2 separate regions of the Mus musculus genome follow, and region 2 is linked to region 1. The links are chromatin contacts, called in public Hi-C maps. All regions are on one chromosome and are shown on one strand. The core of a region is the stretch at or near the end of the contact, and the rest is flanking DNA. Distances in the headings are between cores, read along the strand shown. Region 1 overlaps Clasp2 (CLIP associating protein 2). Region 2 overlaps Ubp1 (upstream binding protein 1).

What was found. A called contact is a pair of places that touch in the nucleus more often than the background predicts.
Region 2: a Hi-C map of the G1E-ER4 cell line shows a contact between it and region 1, with 1.7 times the contacts expected there. The contact joins two enhancer-like sites. A contact is called at or near these places in 4 of 484 Hi-C or Micro-C datasets (CD4 T cells, the G1E-ER4 cell line, embryonic stem cells and 1 more), 1 of 115 datasets of contacts at active chromatin or transcription factors (embryonic stem cells) and 2 of 9 other capture datasets (adipose tissue and liver).

Annotation. Positions count from the first base shown.
Region 1 is chr9:113,856,447-113,860,447 of GRCm38.p6, forward strand. It overlaps Clasp2 (CLIP associating protein 2), which reads left to right. Exons shown (of 40, transcript NM_001114347.1): 19 at 2,135-2,158; 20 at 3,674-3,691. Among named protein-coding and RNA genes, the nearest start is that of Gm39439, 72 kb to the right of the region's middle. Within about 2 kb of position 1,660, at least 33 of the 459 cell types and tissues checked have an H3K27ac peak or open chromatin away from gene starts, as enhancers often do. A contact at or near this core is called in the G1E-ER4 cell line, where this site is marked.
Region 2 is chr9:113,967,383-113,971,383 of GRCm38.p6, forward strand. It overlaps Ubp1 (upstream binding protein 1), which reads left to right. Exons shown (of 16, transcript NM_001372510.1): 12 at 1,944-2,034; 13 at 2,760-2,878. It also overlaps a transcript of Fbxl2 not described here. Among named protein-coding and RNA genes, the nearest start is that of Ubp1, 38 kb to the left of the region's middle. Within about 2 kb of position 2,184, at least 34 of the 459 cell types and tissues checked have an H3K27ac peak or open chromatin away from gene starts, as enhancers often do. A contact at or near this core is called in the G1E-ER4 cell line, where this site is marked.

The DNA.
Region 1 (4,001 bases), core at 410-2,909:
GATGCCCTTTTCTGGAGTGTCGGAAGACAGCTACAGTGTATGTACATATACTAAATAAATCTTTAAAAAAGAAAAGAAAAGAAACTGCAGCACAGCACCAAAATAAATGAATGAATGAATAAATAAATAAAAAGTTTGCGCACTTACCTAAAAGCTGGGCATGGTAGCACACACCCAACCTCTGTCCTCATGAGACACATGACTAGTGGGCTCTGCTTTCTTCTGTATTGAACCTTGTTTATCATGTCTGAACTTAGAGAATTCAGAATGAGTATATCATTTTTTTTTCAAACACTTCCTGTATTCAGTTTTTCCTCAGGTTTCCTGCTAAGTACTGAGGATCTGGAAAGTCTGTACTTTTTTTTTCTTCAGTTTATTGGTATGCTGCTGAGAAATAAGGGGCTACAGATTTGTTGACTTTTGAGTTGAACTTGCTACGAGACCTCAAACTCAAAATGTTTAGGAAACAGTTGAGATGAAATGGGTATACAAAGAAAAGGTGACATTAAACTGCATACACTCTCTAGTGCACTTGCCACTGGCTAATTTGCTTTTGTTTTTTTTAAAGCACTGAATTCTGTGGCACAGAGGTGGCCTGTGTGTTTTGAAATTTACCTGTTAACTTTTGTAGAGGAAAGTTAGTGTCATACAGAATGGCCAGGGTGTGTGTGTGATTATATTGGAGGTGTAGCTCATGATAAAATAGTTACCTAGCATACATAAGTATTCTTAGTAGGAGGTTTATGGAACTGCCTGAATGGAAAAGAAAACAAATGATTTTAGTAAGGTCGGTTAGATAAAAGTCAAATTTTGGTTAGATGTGGAAGAAATTGGTACTGGAATCTATGAACTTGCCGTGCTTGATGGCCAAGAAGAAAATGAAAGAGCTCTGTAGCTCCTCTCAGCCCTGGCACTTTCCTCCCCCTCCTTGTTTTAAGATCTTTGTCTGTACACCAAGGTGGTTGGTTAGCTCGAGAAGAAAGCAGTGAAAGGATGAAGAGAGTGGCCTGGTGCAGCTCCTGCAGAAGCTGTAAGGAGTGGGCTGCAGTGAGCAGAGCTGGCAGTGAGAGGGCAACAGTTTCCTGAGCCAGCGTAGGAGGAAATGGAGGGCAGGGAATAGAGTCAGGCATGGTACTTGCAGTACCAGGTGGGTCTTCAGAAGCGTGTATTCATTAGAATTAGAATCGTCTGCCTGAGAATTCTTGGTCCAAGAAGTGACTAAAGGTTTTGAATAGTCTTGAGTACAAGAGAAGGGACATTGTTAGACTTGGCCACAATTTGGAGCTTATGGGTGAGGTTTATTAGCGTGGAAGGCCACACAGCAGAACCAGTAGGGAGATAGCCTTGGAGGCCTAGCGTGTGCTTTGTAGTTCTCACCCTCGGAACTAGGCTTAGGAAGAAAGACTCCTTCCTCTGCTATGAAATGCTATAACATGTCAACCAGTGTTTCTGCCAGGGAAGCTCATTTAAGACTTCTAGTCCAGGGGTGGAATAGGGAGAGGAGGCTGGCCATATTGGCTCTTTGCTTTTTCAACAAGCCACAATTATCAGAATTCCAGACACCCAGAAGAAAGTTGATGCTCACCACAAATGATACTGCTTGCATATGGTTCAGGAGATTACTATGGCAGTCGATCCTCTGCTGTCACGGAACCTTGTTATCATGGGGGGTGGGGGATGGGGGTGTTCGGAGCTGAGTTAGCAGAGGCCAGTGTTGCACACAGGACCTTCAGAAGAGCAACAGCAAGCACACATGGTGACGCATAGCTGTAACTGCAGCACTCTGGAGACTGGGACAGGAGGTGTGTGACATGTGGGCCTCAAAAACAATAGCATTGCCAGTCCTACAATGCTAACTCTCTTGTGACAGATAGTAAAGGCCTGGTCTTCAGTGGCACCACCCGATCACAAGCTGTGTGGGTTTCCTCTAGGAGCTTGTGGTACAGAGGCAGATTTTCACCCAGATGTGTGATTATAGGAGCTGAGAGTTCAAAGGAAAGATGGGGTCTGTGAGAAGCCAGATGGCAAAGTGAGCCTGTACAAGTCACTTGTCTTTTTAAAAAATAGGGATTATGAAGTCTTTTTTCTAATATACTAAGTTTTCCTCTGTTCTCTGCTTGCTCTTTCATCAAAGAGGATACTTCTGACAAGATGGATGGTAAGACTTTTATAATTCTTTTCCACATCTCTACTGGGACCATGTTGATTCTTTTATGCTATTTATTTATCAAGAACTTTGTGTGAAATGGCTGCAGGACTCCAGCTTGGATTTTGAGTTGCTTTTATCCATTTTGGATTTCCTTGTGGGTTTTTTTTTGGAATTTAAGTCAGTTACCAAAAATAGTTCGTATGAAACCTGAAAAATAGGGCTCATATTTTTAATTTCCTATTTCTTTTTACAGTACTGGATTCAGAAGGAGGAAAGGAGTCTCTTAAGTCTCTGTTTTAACATGTTAGTTACCGACTGGAGCGGGACAGGGACAGTGTCTCACAGTTCACATGTTTATTTAAAATTGATTGCAAGTTGCACATGCTGAGATTTTAAACTAACATTTAATTTAAACTGAAGTTTAAGCTTTGCCTTTTAAATTCCAGTATTCAAATTATTGCAGCTTGTCTGTGGCTGCTTTGGTCTAGTCACAAATCTGAGCCTTGTTTTGTCAGACACTAGAGAGAAAACGGCCACAGCACTCTTTTCCCTGTCAGGGCTGAGGTATCAGCTGGAGTCTGAACTTTGTTAAAGAATTTGTTCAAAGAAAAGAAAGGGAAGCAAAACACCTTTTCTCTTAATTATTACATAAACTCTACAAATTTGCCTCAATTTTTTTTCTATTTTAATGAAATGGAAGCTGTATTTAATCTCGGGCTAGGAACTATTTTTAGTATCTCCATTTTAAAGTATTTCATAATTAATTAAGCCCTTTGAATGGAAACGACAGCCATCAGGAGGGGATTTCTTTCTGAGCTCTTAGATATCCTTGAACCTTTAGATTGCTGGAGCACTTAGGAAGATTTTCACTTACCAATCAGTGTTTTTCTGTTTGGGTCATAATTAAAGCCCTTTCTGGGGTGTCCTCTGTTATCTGATGTGTTACTTCCTGTGCTCAACCCTTCATTTGACAGTGCAACTGTCTGTGTGTCACTGCCCAGTGGCTTTCATACTTGCTCATTTTCCGTAGACTTCACACACTTTGTGGTCACACAGCTGAGCGCTGCGGTTAGGTCCTTGGATTTGTCTGTGCTCTGACAAAAATGTTGGGCAAGTGCGGCCAAGGTCATGGATTTGGTGTCTGTTTCTCTCTGGTTCCTTTCCGGGCTCCCTTTGAAAATGAACAGAAACAGTTCTGCTTTAGAGGAGTCTACCAACCTTTATTTGCAAGGAAAAGTCATCAGAGCTAAACTGTTCTTAAGTGATTGATTTCTCCGGTTTCTTCCACCCCTCCAAAATTTACGAATTTTCCTATTTTTAGTTTTCAGGCTTTAACTTTTTTGGAGTGAACTGTGAATGGAATTCTGTCAGATTATTTTTTCTCCTTTAAATGTTTTCAAGGCTAGATCCTATCTGACTAAAGCTCCATTCTATTTTCACCTTTGCAGATGAATCTTGGGGGAGGGGGTTGTAAGGTAGCATTTTCAGAATTTGTTGAAATACTGTTTTATTTCTCTTATTTAGGAACAGCATCTGATGATGGTAAGAAGTCAATACTTTGTTAGTAACACAGACCCTTCACCTCACAGTTTCATTGGTAGAATGCATTGAAACTAAAACAGGCTAATTTACCTGCAGACCCTTCTCATTTGCCAGCTGTGGTAGCTTTTGCATTCTATATTTGGTTGTGTTCATTGTGTGTAAAATCTTTTTTTAATTCTTCATCATGCAGTTGTGCTTTATACCCTGGATCATCTCATTCTAGAAAAACATTGCTTAACATACTTAATCATATCTAGTATATAATTCCATTTTTCCCAGTAATGACAACAGAATTTTTTTTTTCTTTTCT
Region 2 (4,001 bases), core at 934-3,433, 110 kb after region 1:
AAAGTCCTATAGTATGTGACCCTTTGAATCTGGCCTTTTCTTCCTTGGCCTTATGAGCTCAGGTCCCATAAGGCTGACCTGTGTCCTGTAGCTTGAACCTTTCCACATAGAGCAATGATCTCAGTTGTGTGGCCTTGCTCAGCTATGTGTGTCGTAGACAGCCTGCTCTTTTTTCTGCACAGGAAACTAAGAGAATGTTTTGGTGGGACTTTAGGTGTCAAGCAGCATTGCCTTGGGGCATACAGGAGAGAGCATTCGGGAAGCAGGGGCAGTCCTTGTACTTTTGCCCATAGTACATTTGCTAATGAGTCCTAACCAATCATTCTGAGAGCGCTGGCCACAGAGATGTGGCCGCTAGCATTCTTTTTTCTTGTGTATGGAGCCATTGAAACAGTTTAAAAGGACAGACATATCTGTGCACATGCCCAGAGGAAAGCCTGGTTTTACAAACAGTGATGTTTTTATTATGTCATTTATTATATTGTTTGTACACTGGGTACTTATTCCTCATGTAGCTCTTGAACTCTAAAATTAAAATTCCTTGTAGAAATAATTTGCTTGCTGGCATCCACCTTTTTATATGATTAAATAAAGCCTTTCATGTGTGAAAACCTAGAAATTAGATGAAGTTTGTGAGCCCTTATATAGGGCAAGTGCATGAAGAGCAGACATAGAACAGCCTTTAATATCTGGGACTTGCATGTTACTGCATGTTCTGTGGAGCTGTAAGACTCTCCTTGTACGCATTGATCACAGGGCTTGGCATTCTGCACTTTCCTTAACCTGGGGCCTTCCTCTCAAGGGTTCCTGCTGAGCCGCTCTCTGGCACATCACCTGAGCTGCAGCACCAAAGAGAATGGCAGGAGACAGTGAGGACAGTGAGGTCTCTTAGGTGGTCATCACAGTTCAGAGCTGGGATTCACTATCACCAGCTGGGATATATCTCTTCATGAGTTACAGATGTCACAACTAGGATCCCTGCTTCAGAGCTGTGTGACCCTAATAGACAGAGAACCTCTTTCTCTGCTATTTCTTTCCAAGAGTGACTCCATACAGGCTCACGTCTCATGGGAGTTAGGCCTCTCTGGTTTTTATTTATTTATAAGCTAGGACTCTGTCAAGCCCTTTCATTTGAGCCTCTGAAACAAAGCGAGCAAGTGAAGCAACGCCGTTATCTTCTGCATATGGGAGTAGATGTTTAATATATGAAGTCATATATTAAGGTCTGGAAGGTCTTGACTGATATTAAAAGAGTAAAAAGATTTTGTATACATCTCCAAATATAGTAAGTATTGAGTACATGAAAGACTTTCTCTGACTACCCCAATTTCACTGGTGCCCAGTGCTTGTTCAGTCTTGTATCCACTTCTCCCTTATATACACTGCCCTTTTTGATGCTTTTAAGGCAAATCCTAGACACCAAGTACTTAGGGAAGCAATCTGAAGGAACAGGGTGATCTTCTACTAAGCTCTCCTGTTAGAACGGGCTGTGGGGATGGAACTTTATAGTGTCTAACTTGTATTGCACACAGTGCTGTAATGAAACCCGCTCTCCACTTTGCTTCTCACTCACTGGTGACTTTGGGCAAAGTTCACCAAATGTCAATATTCCATTTATGTTTTTAAAAAGGAAAAAAAGCAGCACCAGGGCGTTAGGGAGATTCAGAAACAGGGTTACCCACAGCCCAGCGACAAGGAAAGAAAGGCAGATAAGGAATAAGGAGTCTTGTATTGGGAGCAGACGGGCCTCCTGGCCATGGCCACTGACTTATCAGCTTCTGGCACCTTGTTACCACAGCATGTGGTTTCTGTGTTAATCGTGGCTGTGTGTACTCCAGGATACCTGTTGCTGCGCAGACGGACAGACCTGTGCAGTGACACTGTGAAGCAGCAGCTCTGTCCATTCCTGTCTTGCTTATTTGAGGATCTCTGCTATTTTCCAGGTGCCGACTTATTAAAGCTGACAAAGGAGGATTTAGTTCAGATTTGTGGTGCAGCCGATGGAATTCGGCTCTATAATTCCCTGAAGTCAAGGTAAAATACCACAGACTATTTTGCGTGAGCTGAAAGTGGACTTTTCTCTGCGTGGGGGCTTTGGTGGGCAGAATGTGTTTCCACGCTAGGTTGGCGTGTGCCTGTGTGCGCCACCAAGCATCGGCAGCATTGTGCTCACGAGAAGACTGTTTTGTGTACACCTTCAGGGCAGGCACTGATGAGGGCAGAGGTAGACTAAGACTGGTAGCAATGCACATGGGCAGGACTGATTTCTTGAAGACGACTGGGTTTGTTGCCAAGAAAACAAAACTTCTAATTTAGGTGAGCTCTACAGAATCTATGGTTTTCAAGGTCATGATTATTGTTAAGCAGTTATTAAATGTGAACTTGTAACTGTCAATTAGAATGCTAGAACTGTGACTGTGCTGGCTTTGAGACCCACTGCTGCCATTACTGTCTCTAGACTTGTGTGCTGAGACTTGAGTAAACTCCAGCCTTACTGATTTCAAATTGCTTAATCAATCTTAAAACTTAAATTTACCAGCATCTGACAGACCATCTCAATGGTTTAGAGTCTGGACCTGTGATAGTTGGTGTGAGGTGTGTGGTTTTTAATATTTTTATTAGAAAATTATTTTGCATAATGAAATAACACTGTAAAGTTCTCACCAGGAAAACTAGACCGTAGATTCCTGTAGTTGTTGATTGTACCTGCTGGGGCAGCTTACCCTCACAGTCTCATTGATGGCATCTTCTGATTACAGGTCGGTTAGGCCCCGCTTAACCATCTATGTCTGCCAGGAGCAGCCGAGTAGCACCGCGCTGCAAGGGCAGCCACAAGCTGCAGGCAGTGGAGGTGAAAGTGGCGGTGGGACGCCCTCCGGTGGGTATTGAGGGCGTTTCCTTCCCATACTCCCTCAGACTCTGATGTGAGCGCGGGACTGCCGAGCAAGCACTAGGAGCAGCTGTAGGGTCAAGTCCTGGGGAAAGGAGGAAACTAGAACTTTCTTTGTCCTCGCTATGCATGCTGTAGATCTCTTTTTATGACTTTTATGTAAGACATTCCCAGCAGTCAGAACAATAACTTGCTTGAGGCTTTCTGGATGAATGTCACATTGGTTGCTTGCTGGGGAAAGAGGTTGTTGTTTTGGTTTGGGTTTCTTAGGTCTTTTCCCCCTCCATTTCATTAACTAGATGGGGACTGGGGGGACACAACTCCTGACTATCACACATGAACAAAGACAAGTGGATGTAGCAGTCTTCCTCCACCCTCCTCCTCACCCACCTGGGGTGAGCATCCATTGTGTTCCCTGCAGGCAGGATGGTGGGAGCTGTGTATTTAAGGGTCAGTGTTAGCACAAGCTGTATAGTTTACCTTCTGACTAAGGAGGACTTCTTTGCCTTGCAGATTTATCTCAGTTGGACAGTGTGAAGCACTCTGGCCTCTCCCGTCTCCTTTTCCCTCCCTCCTTTGATTAGAAACATTTTAGGAGTGTGACAGGTTGGGCCCAGGTCTTACTAGGTAGCCTAAGCTGGTCTCGGCACTGCCATTCTCCTAAATGAATTCATCCTCCAAAGCACCGAGGTTACCGGTGTGCAGCAGCACACCTTGCTCTCATTTGTGTGATGGTATCAATGTCCCCTCTCTCACATTCTGAAACAGAATGACGGTGACATTCAGCTTCAGGGAAACATGTATTGTGGCATTCTAAGAGGTAGCTGATAGTAGTAGAGCTCTGAGAAATGCCTCATGGCTTGGATTTCTTTAAATGAATGGAAGAGCAGTGATCACAGCTGTGGCTTTTAAGACTAAGGACATGAGATTCTTCTTTTTTGGGGTTTGTTTTGTTTTGGTTTGTTTGTTTTAAGACAGGGTTTCTCTGTGTAGCCCTGGCTGTCCTGGAACTCACTCTGTAGACCAGGCTGGCCTCGAACTCAGAAATCTACCTGCCTCTGCCCCCCAAGTGCTGGGATTAAGGGTGTTCGACACCACTGCCCAGCAGGTC